Regions from separate parts of the Zea mays genome. Here region 1 is linked to region 2. Evidence: chromatin contacts called from public Hi-C data. All regions are on one chromosome and are shown on one strand. The core of a region is the stretch at or near the end of the contact, and the rest is flanking DNA. Distances in the headings are between cores, read along the strand shown.

Region 1 (5,142 bases), core at 2,082-4,581, 190 kb after region 2:
TTAGAATTTCTTCCACGTCGGCAGCAGAAGGTGTTGAAGGAGCCTCTTCTTCTATTTCAGTTGTTTTTGGCTTCGGAGCCGCAGCTTTCCTCTTCTTCGGAGCAGCTACCTTCGGCTCAGGGCTCAATTTTCTCATCTTCAGAATTTCTTCATCTTCTTTCACCATTCTAGCAGCTTGTCTGCTCAGAACACTAACAATCCTTTTTCTTTTTTGCCCTTCAGCACCCTTGTTCAATCGCTCATAATCAGGATATTCAAAGTTTAGGACATCCATCACCCGATTCAACCTTCGCTTCGGTCGAGTGCCGAAGGCTACGATCATCAGTTGATCTTCTTTTTAGTGTAATTATCCAAAATTTCATTGCACATGGTTTCTATCATTTCTAACCATTCTTGACATGACCCTTTAAATTGTTTCTTGAATTTGAACCTATAAGGTAGTCGCACAAGTTCATTCTTCTCCTTTGTCCCCTTTAGCTTTGGCATGTTCCATTCACTTAGCGTCGGGAACACCTTATAGGCCAGATATTCTTGGACTAGATCTCTGGTCCCGATCTGCTCGGCTACCACCCTGAATTCTGACATAGCTTGTCGGCATGGTGACCCCGGCACCATACGGCACAGCGGCCTAGTCAACCCGTAGCTCAAACTCAGCGGGCTCAGTACCAACGTCTTCAGCTTCTCCCTCTTCTTCTCATCGGCTTTAACATAAAACCACTCATTTTTTCAACCAGTCTGCCACTTGGTGCGATATCTAACCATCAGAGTCTTCATATCTTTGTGGTAAGCAAGTTGTAACAACCAAAATTCTCATGAAGACCATCTTCTCTGGCCTTCGTCTGATAATGAAGCTCGTGCACTCGGCAAAAAGCTTCAGCATTCGGGTCTATTTCTTGGCTTCGGAGAGCCCAGATGAAGATGCTGAGCCTAACGATAGCGTTAGGAGTCAGCTGATGAAGATAGACTTCGTAATTTTCCAAAACTTCCCCAATCATTTTGTTCAAAGGAAACCTCAATCCCGCTCTGAAGAAACTCCTGAAAACTACCACCTCATCATTTTTCGGTGTCGGAGTGGTTTCTTCCCCGCCAAAATGAATCAGCTTCTTCTCAGCTTCTCCGAAGTAGCCTAGCTTTATCATCATGGGCATGTCAGCCTCAGAAACAGTATATTTTCCAAAGTCCAAGTGACTGGGTTTGAATGGCATGAGAGTGTTGTAATCTTCTTCTTCTTCGGCATCATCTTCTTCGATGTTAGCATGTTCAGCTTCGGCAGTAGGTGCACTTTCGTCAGTAGCCCCCTCTGTCATAACCAGTCCCGATTATTTCATCACTTCAGAGATCGGAGCAGTCTCTGTGGTTTCAGCATCTTCTTCGTCACGGTCAACCTAGCAGTTGAACGTACTCTGGCCATCAAGTGTTGAATTCCTTGCAGTTCTTACGAATGTTGATGATTTTTATGCTTTTGACGAAGCTCCCTCTTATGACGAAGCTAGATCAAAATGATGCTTTGCTTGAAAACATGATGGGAAAACTTCGGCTATGGTTAAATTTTTCAGCAGCACAACAGTGCAATGGCAATGAATGTTGTGGTAACTTCACACCTACCCGTCTGTTTATATAGTGTTGTAGGTGTGAAGGTGAATCGTCAAGCCGCCTGCACCCGCTCAACAGTCACTCGCACCCACTGAACGGTGGACCACGGTGCGTGAGAGATGAATCGCCAGATCGCACGTACCCGCTGCATGGTGGGACCATCTCGCGCTCGGATTATTTTAATCGTTTCTCGACAACGAGCTCAGGGAAGGTGTTTTTTAGACCTTCGGCATTCTGAAGCCTAAGACAATTTTTCACGGATCAAGCTCGTTACGAAAAACGATCTAGCACCGCGAAGGGGCTACTGTTGGGGGTCTGCTTCGTAGCCGAAGGTCCTGTAAGAAGAAACACCTTCGGAAGATTAGCACAGAAATAACGCCGTAGCTACCTTCCAGAGAACTTCGGCACAACAACATGCCTTAAGACGAAGGGTTGCACCGACTTAAAGATGAAAAGACAGATTGGCCCATGATAGTTTGTGTCATGATTGTAATCGATTATAAAGGGTATAAATGTAATTTCACACAGGCTCCGCCCTGTGTCTATAAATAGATAAACAGTACCCCGTACTGTTCACGCTGATTTGTACTCGCTCGTGCATCACGCTTGTATTATCTCCTTCTATCAAGCCGAAGGTACAAATGTAATTCTATATTATTTATGTTTATTCATGATAATATAATAAAAGATGAGTTAATAATGTTACATAATTATTCATGTTGTCTTTTATATTTCACATGATTCTTGTTTCATTAACGTATATTGCGATGATGAAGGTATGTCCTTCATGACCTTCGTCTGAAGATCATTATATCTTAAGGGAAATAATGCTTCGAAGGACGAAGGGCTTTAACCTGTAACATTTTGTGTTGTCTTGTTCTTAATTCATAGCATTTGAGAACAAGTCCCCAGCAACGGGGATTGCTTGCGGAGGAAGATGAAGGTGTCTGCAGAGTATTGAGACGTGAAAACGACACAATCCTCATGTCACGACGACTCGATGGATTCTGCATTCACATTGATTTAGGTTATTTCCACTGAAGCGATTCTAAGAGAATCAGACTAAGAAGCAAAGCGTTTGGCGGCTAGGATTGATTCTGACGCCCAAAATTGGAGCAGAAGCCAATTAATCCAAAACAAGGCCATAATGTGTTGTTTTAAAACTTTCAGTTTTTTTCTCGGTGGGGTTAATTAAGCAAACCAAGTACTATATAATCTAATACCCTTAACACTGACATGCATGCACGCGTACATATCAGCATATGCATGTCGGCGCGAAGCTAAGGAGTAGGGGTACTAGTGAATAGTGATGGCATCAAGAACGCATCATGCGTCCTAGGGTGACAAACTGGCCGGTAAAGAGGAAAAGAGCATCGTCCCTTGGGCAAGAAAAGGTGACGCTAAAATGATTGGGTCGCGACGCAAACGCAAATGATAAGCATGTGGGGCGGTAAGTGTGCCAGGCTGAATTTCTTTAATGGCTTGCGCTCCGCCGCCCGACAGCGACACCATGATGTGACAGTTTCTTTTGATCTGCTACAATATAAATATATTAATTTGTATGTACATATATGTGTTAACTCTTAACACTGCACTGACACACGGCATATATATAAAGATGTATACATATATATATAATAATAAACCCCGGAAAAGTTGCGGCTTTTCCACCGCAGCCCAGCACGGGCATAGAAAGAAGAGAGCTCCCTCCCGGTACCGGGCGCGGGAGCTATGCCTATGCGTGTCGTGTTCTGTGGTGTCAGCGTCACACAACAACACAGATTACTTGTGCGTGCGTGCATGGCAGCATCTAGACGCACCGGCCAGTAATTTTACGAAGGCAGATTCTAACAGCAATCAGTAGCAATTTCGACTATTCATGAGACCATACCACGTCATTAACTAAAAACGGCACGTTTTTTACACACCCTGACGGCGCTAGATCTAATTGGTTAAAAAATTAATAGTGAAATTAACTAGCTAACAAATATATAGTTAACTATTACCTAATTTATTAAAAATAGATAATTATTAAACTATTATCTAGGATATTTGGATATCTTCATCTAGTTTTAACCACTAACTATCAGATCTAATGCATTCAAACACTCCATGCCAGTGAGCCACGGTAACAATGATGGTCCAGATAAACACGTATGGTCCCACCCGTGTTGCTGGAGACCATCTAAACATATACTACATAAATATTTGTCGTCCACTAGTTTATTTTTTAAACTAAACCACGACAAATAAAAAATTCTTTCTTTCGTGGCTTTGTTCTCTTCAAGCTTGCGAGTAACATATGAAGCAGAGCCATTCAAGATTGCGAGATGGAACAGCAAATCTAGCAGAAGCTTGTGGCTTGTGCCGCTGGACCACACGCCAGGGTTAAGCCAGAAGGCTCGCGCGCGTACCTCCGATACCGAATCACATGCCGAGACGTGACTCCTAAGTCCTAAGCCCGCCGAATAATTAGAGCTTGCCGCTGAAGGAACTGATGAATAGCTTCCCAGCAACTCAGAGCCTCCCTGTCCCATCATCCTCCTCTTTCACCCAAGAGCGAAGTTAATCACAGATAAATCTGGAAGCTTCTTTCTTGGGAGGAAAGAGACAGCACTGCCCTGGCTCTGCGCTGTGTGCCTGGGAGGACCATCCCAGCTGCTAGCTGCAGCAAACCTCCAAGGTTGTTCTTGTCCAGGCCGGGTCGGGACCCGTCATTGGCTCGACGTGGTATCCTTTTTCCTTTGCCCACTGTTGGTCCCTCCACAATTCCTGCCCTTGTGCGGTTGTACAAAAGCTGTATGGTGCGCAACACTGGCCTTTTGAAGCAGCAACTGTCCAGCAAGTGAAGGCTTAGGACCGGCTGCTGAAAACAATGCTCCAACGCCCACCACGACTCTGCTGAAAACAATTCACCAAGCTCAAAAATTGGCTTCGGTCTCCAAGTGATTGCTGTCTTGGACACCTCTGAAGTTTCAGACTCACAGAATTTGGTCGTACCAAAAAATGAGGATATCCTGTCCTGCCCGTGTGACCACCAGAGCAGAGCTGTGAGTTTCCTTCTGGCCAGATTAAAGTGCTATTCCTCAGTGTTATCATGGTCTTACCGCAAAGATTCCCCGTGGTTTCACAAAAGGTACCGTCACCTAAAGCACACACTTGAGTAGTAACAGCCGCAGGGCATTACAACTCTTCCAGATATCCATTTAAGCAATCAGTAACAGCCGCTGGCGACATGTACAGTTCCTCCCTTGCATCTCCAAGCTGAGTTCAATAGGGTAACAATAACAATAATAGAATGGCAAGCTGTCCGAATATTCGAACCTCGAAGCTGAGTGCAAGGTAGCTTTCACTGTGCCACGACCACGACGATGACTGCCAATCAGAACATGATCTGCAAAAAGGGAGGAAATTGTAAAACTTCCATTTCCTTCGTTTGCTAATATAGGCAGGAAAAAGGGGTTGGAGATGGAAGCCGGAATTATGAGTTGTTGCAGTTATTCACTTGCCAGAGCGGTCCAGCCAACAGTGAAAGCTATACACAGATAC
Region 2 (4,796 bases), core at 1,365-3,864:
CACGGCTCCTCCTGGTAGTGTCTGGTCTCCTCCCTCGATGGAAGTGTACCTCCTGTGGTGGTTGGTAGGTGACTCTGCCTTTGCTCGCATAAATACTGATGAGACTGAGGATGGGAAGAACAAAGAATGACAAGCGAGCCCTTTGTGTCAGTGTTCATCAAATATTATTTAAGCCGATATAAAAACTTAAACTGGGGGGGGGGGGGTAAGACAACTCCTAGGTATTGCATTAAAAAGATGGTTTTCTCACGCAGGTCGAGAAAACTTCCAAACCTCAGCCCCACTCATACACAACACCACAACCTATGTGAGAACGACCACTAGTAGGCCCAGGCCTTAGACATGTGATTTGGCGTGAGATAGGTGGTGGAACTTTTTTAACCCTAGCTGAGTTGAATCCAGGACATGAGTGCTACTCAAGCCACCGTCTCAACTTGAGGCCTTTTCGCTGCTGGAATAGATGTAAAAAACCAAATCCTAAATTATATTTTTGTGTTTTTGGCCAATAAGGCAGCTTTCTTGTATTGGTCCATTTGGGGCCTAACTCTTCCTTCTTAATATAATGATGCGCAGCTCTTCTACCCGTTCGAGAAAAAAAATTATGTGACAGTTCCCTCAAATCAAAAGTAGGGGCCTTGATTTGAGTTTTTTTTTTGCTGGAGTTGCTCTGATAGTAAATGATTGCTTTGCATGAATCTAGTCGAATCCATGCGTTTGTCCTCCAAAGCTGATCACGGGTCTAGTTAACAGTCATATTGATGATCAAAAGTTTCATGGGCAGAATTTGGGGAAAATGTTTATATTATTTCAATCATTTGGTCATAAATTTTACTGTTAGTGGAAAAATGATTTATTAACCTGAAAGTTCTGCACTGAAGTTCATCTTCTTCTTTAGTGCATGTCCCCAATATTGAATAGCATGTACAAGGTTCCTTTTCTTAAGCTCAACACCTATAAGTTTAAACCTATAGAAGCAGCTAGAGAAAAAAAACATAAAAGCCCAATCATGGAGATAGTTTCTTGGTTAGAAGATTGCTAGTCAATTTTCTGTTATCTGCAGGTACTCCCTCCGTTTTTTATTTGTCGTGTTTTAGTTCAAAAATGAACTAGTGAGCGATAAATATTGAGATAGTATATTTTTTCAAATACCGTGTTTGCTGGAAAGTGTTCACAATCACATTAGTGCATGGAATCTGAACCATAAAAGGACCACTTTAGAAATCTTATATGCCTGCTAGATCAAGATTTGTTTTCCTATTGTATTTTGGGATTTCCAAAGACTTCCATCTTGATCAAATTATAATTTGTAAAAGAAATAAATATTTTTTTTTAAAAAAATGTCCATCATTGGTTGAAAAAATTCAAAGGAAAAGCCAAAATGCTGCATTAACATTAGTTACGTAACTGAGATCAAGTATTTGGAAACATTTTCTTCTGTAACAAGATCTTCCAAGATTTGTGTGCATGTGTTGGTGCTAACTGTTTCATTTAAATGCCTTTTTTTTTCCTTTCATGTTTCCACGTAATGTTTGCCATAGTCTGTGTTTCATGCTGTGCTTGCATACATGCAAATCTGTTAGCGAAGTTGTGTGGTGTCTTGATTTAAGTGGAAAATCTGCTAAAAGTGTACAATTTGCCAAATCGACTTGAACTTTCTGAAATTGCCTTTTGTAGCAGTTGCTGACAGAAGAAACTTTGCAGAAAAGACAGGCTGGAAATTTTCGCTTTGGAATCTCTGTGGTTGGTGTCTGATACTTGGAGACTGAGGCCTAGTGAAGAGATCTTTGACTAAAGCTGCGCCGCTATGGTTGGCTGAGAACTAACTATCTGGTTTCATCCTGGTGACCAGTTTACTCACCTTCGTGGATTCTCCATGAGTTGTGCGAAATCAGGTAAGGATAGTAATATGTTAGTCGTAGGTTTTAGTGCTGTGATCCTGTAACCCTTCATTGTTCGTACCCTTCCCGTCCTGTGCCTTCTCATGTGAAATGGAGCATTAACCAAAGAGTCGCTGTGGATTTCAGTCAGGATCCAGTATAATAGTTGAACGATTGACTTTAGAATTTGGAGTTAAACAGTCCTAGATTCATCCACACCTGTTCGAACTCCGGTGGAAGGTTTTCCGATTTCTAGGGGAATTTAACCATTTCTTCACTTTGATGTGAAATTTCAACGAGCTGGACAGAACTGGCCTTCTCTTTAAGTTGTATCTTCATCTAGTGTATTTTTTTAATAATAATTCGTCTGGTGTTGAAGTCACTTTATTGGGATATGTCTAATGCTTGAGTTTAAATGAACACGGACCTAACTCCCTTAACGAGGGGTTCGTGGATGCGGATGTGCATTGCCCGTGCCATGACGTCCGTTTGTGCAATGGAAAAAAGTGAACGCCTCTAGGAGCTCGCGGATGTGGATGTATATCCTCTCTGGTACATGAAAATGCGTGACCGGGCGGCTGAGTGCTCATTTTGAGCGACGACATCCGCTATCTGTTGGAAGGAACAATGCTTTATATTTATGCTCTCCAATCTCCAGAGTTTTTTTTGCGTTGTTATTTTCAGTAGTGAACAAATGAACACGTTCTGTGGGCCTGATATATCCACGGCCCCAAAATCCCATCCTAGTAGAATGCTTTCTGGCCCATCAGGTCCACGGAGTTTTGTTGCCCATCTTATGTGCATGTAATCTTTCCGTTCTTTTTTTTATTTGTCATCGTTAGTTTGAAACACCGAGGACTGAAGAGGCCACGGCCACGCCGTGACGCTCTCTGCTTGGGTCGATATCGCCTAGCTAGTGAAGAATATTTACTAGGATTACACGGTAACAAACACTCGTCGATATATATATACTAGTCGGTTGCCCGTGCGTTACGACGGCTTACAACAATATCTATATAAATTATCCTACAAAAAGATTTTAATATTTTTTATTAATTGTCTCCGCCCTCCGTATAATATTTTTTTGATTTGGCTAACTGATGTTATTATTTACTCTATTCAATATGTCTTGGTACAATACGGTCAATGAAGTGAGCGATTAGAAGAGAGTTCACAACGACTGACTGAACGAACAGAGATTATAAAATGATATAATTTCACCATACAGAGACCAAATAAGAGAAAATTTGTGAGCTCAAGTTTCTAAAATAAGTCACATGAACTCAAACTTATAAAAAAGATAGATCAAAATATGGAGTGATTGCTAAAGTCAGACATCAATAAAAACTGGATGCGCTCCATATAAATTATGTTACTTCGTAGCAATTACTAACGTTTAAAACAAACAAATAACCGTTCATTTTACTGTTCATGTGACAAATCATTGTTGCTCCATTCAATTTAGTAACCTCAAACACCATGGAGTCCATTGCGTCAGTGTAGTCTTAGAAACGACCTAATGCTTGCAAGAGTCAAGAACGTTGTGTCGTGTTTGGGCTGTAGCCTCGGGCCGTAGTGCTGGTGCGGTCCGACACGATTACATATTTTTTATTTTACAAAAAACGTATATACATATATATAATTTATATTCAATATTAAAAATATCTGAGCATGATGTTCTATTGGTTAGACAGCTTTCACCTCCTCCACTGTTTTTAACATTTTACGCTGATTTAATCAAATGGGCCGACAGGCTAACGGACTGTCCCGGCACAGTCAGCAGGCCGATATGACGTGCCTAGGCCAGAGTTGTGGCCCGCGAGGCGTCTGGCCCGTGCCGGGCCGTCGTTTGGCCATCTATAGGTGTGCAACGGGTTAATTTGAAATAGATGTGAAGGTTTATTTGTAAAAAGATGACGCGGGATGACCGTTGAAACTGTTGCTTTAAGTATAGTATATATATATACTAGTCCGTTGCTCGTGACACTTAAAATATCCATCAAAAAGATCTCAAAATTTTTTATTGATTGTTTCCGCTCTCCACATATTTTTTATTTGACTAACTGATGTTGTTTACTCTATCCAATATGTCTTGGTACAACACGACCAATGAAGGGAGCGATTAGAAGAGAGTTCACAACGACTGACTGAACGAACAGATTATAGAATGACATAATTCCACTATACAGAAACCAAATAAGAGAAAGTTTGTGAGCTCAAATTTCTAAAATAAGTTACATGAACTCAAACTTATAAAAAAGATAGATCAAAATATAGAGTGTTGCTAAAGTCAGGCATCAATAAAAACTGGATGCGCTCCATATAAATTATGGTACTTCGTAGCAATTACTAACGTTTAAAATCAACAAATAACATTTCCTTTTACTGTTAGCGTGACAAATCACTGCTGATCCGTCCAATTCAGCAACCTCAAACACCATAGAGTCCATTGCGACAATGTGGTCTTAGAAACGATATAATGCATGTAAGAGCCAAGAACACAAAGGATAAACACTCTGTGGTAGTGCCCGCATGGATCTTCAAATCCTAACACATATTTTGCAGGATCCATGAGCCATCATAAAAGAACACAAACCACGTACAAACAATAAATAAAGTATTAACACATCCAAATTATGTTAAGTCCTTAGCACAAAAAACTAACACCCAAAACAACAGAGAAACAACACAATAATTTTTGCAATGAGAGAAGGATGTGTGACAGATACATAGAAGTGGTTGACACCGTGGTAAGGGAAAGTCCATGTAGACAGGCGATGCCGAGCCATCGAACGGGTACCATAGGCAGCAAATCAGGGACCCTCATCGCTCGCCTCCCCCACTTCCAAGGTTTCGTAGAGCAGGAAGGGAATGGAAGAGGCGGGCATACCTGTTCGTTGCCGGAGAAGGACACAACAA

What was found. A called contact is a pair of places that touch in the nucleus more often than the background predicts.
Region 1: a contact with region 2 is called in a Hi-C map of ear, with 5 times the contacts expected there. The contact joins two enhancer-like sites. A contact is called at or near these places in 4 of 25 Hi-C or Micro-C datasets (bundle sheath, ear, leaf and 1 more).

Annotation. Positions count from the first base shown.
Region 1 is chr5:23,130,745-23,135,886 of Zm-B73-REFERENCE-NAM-5.0, forward strand. No RefSeq gene overlaps it. Among protein-coding and RNA genes, the nearest start is that of LOC103626101, 23 kb to the right of the region's middle. Within about 2 kb of position 3,332, at least 19 of the 20 cell types and tissues checked have an H3K27ac peak or open chromatin away from gene starts, as enhancers often do. A contact at or near this core is called in bundle sheath, ear, leaf and 1 more, where this site is marked.
Region 2 is chr5:22,945,222-22,950,017 of Zm-B73-REFERENCE-NAM-5.0, forward strand. LOC103626099 (fringe-related protein) reads left to right here. Exons shown (of 4, transcript XR_552710.4): 4 at 1-2,259. Among protein-coding and RNA genes, the nearest start is that of LOC103626099, 7.3 kb to the left of the region's middle. Within about 2 kb of position 2,615, at least 18 of the 20 cell types and tissues checked have an H3K27ac peak or open chromatin away from gene starts, as enhancers often do. A contact at or near this core is called in bundle sheath, ear, leaf and 1 more, where this site is marked.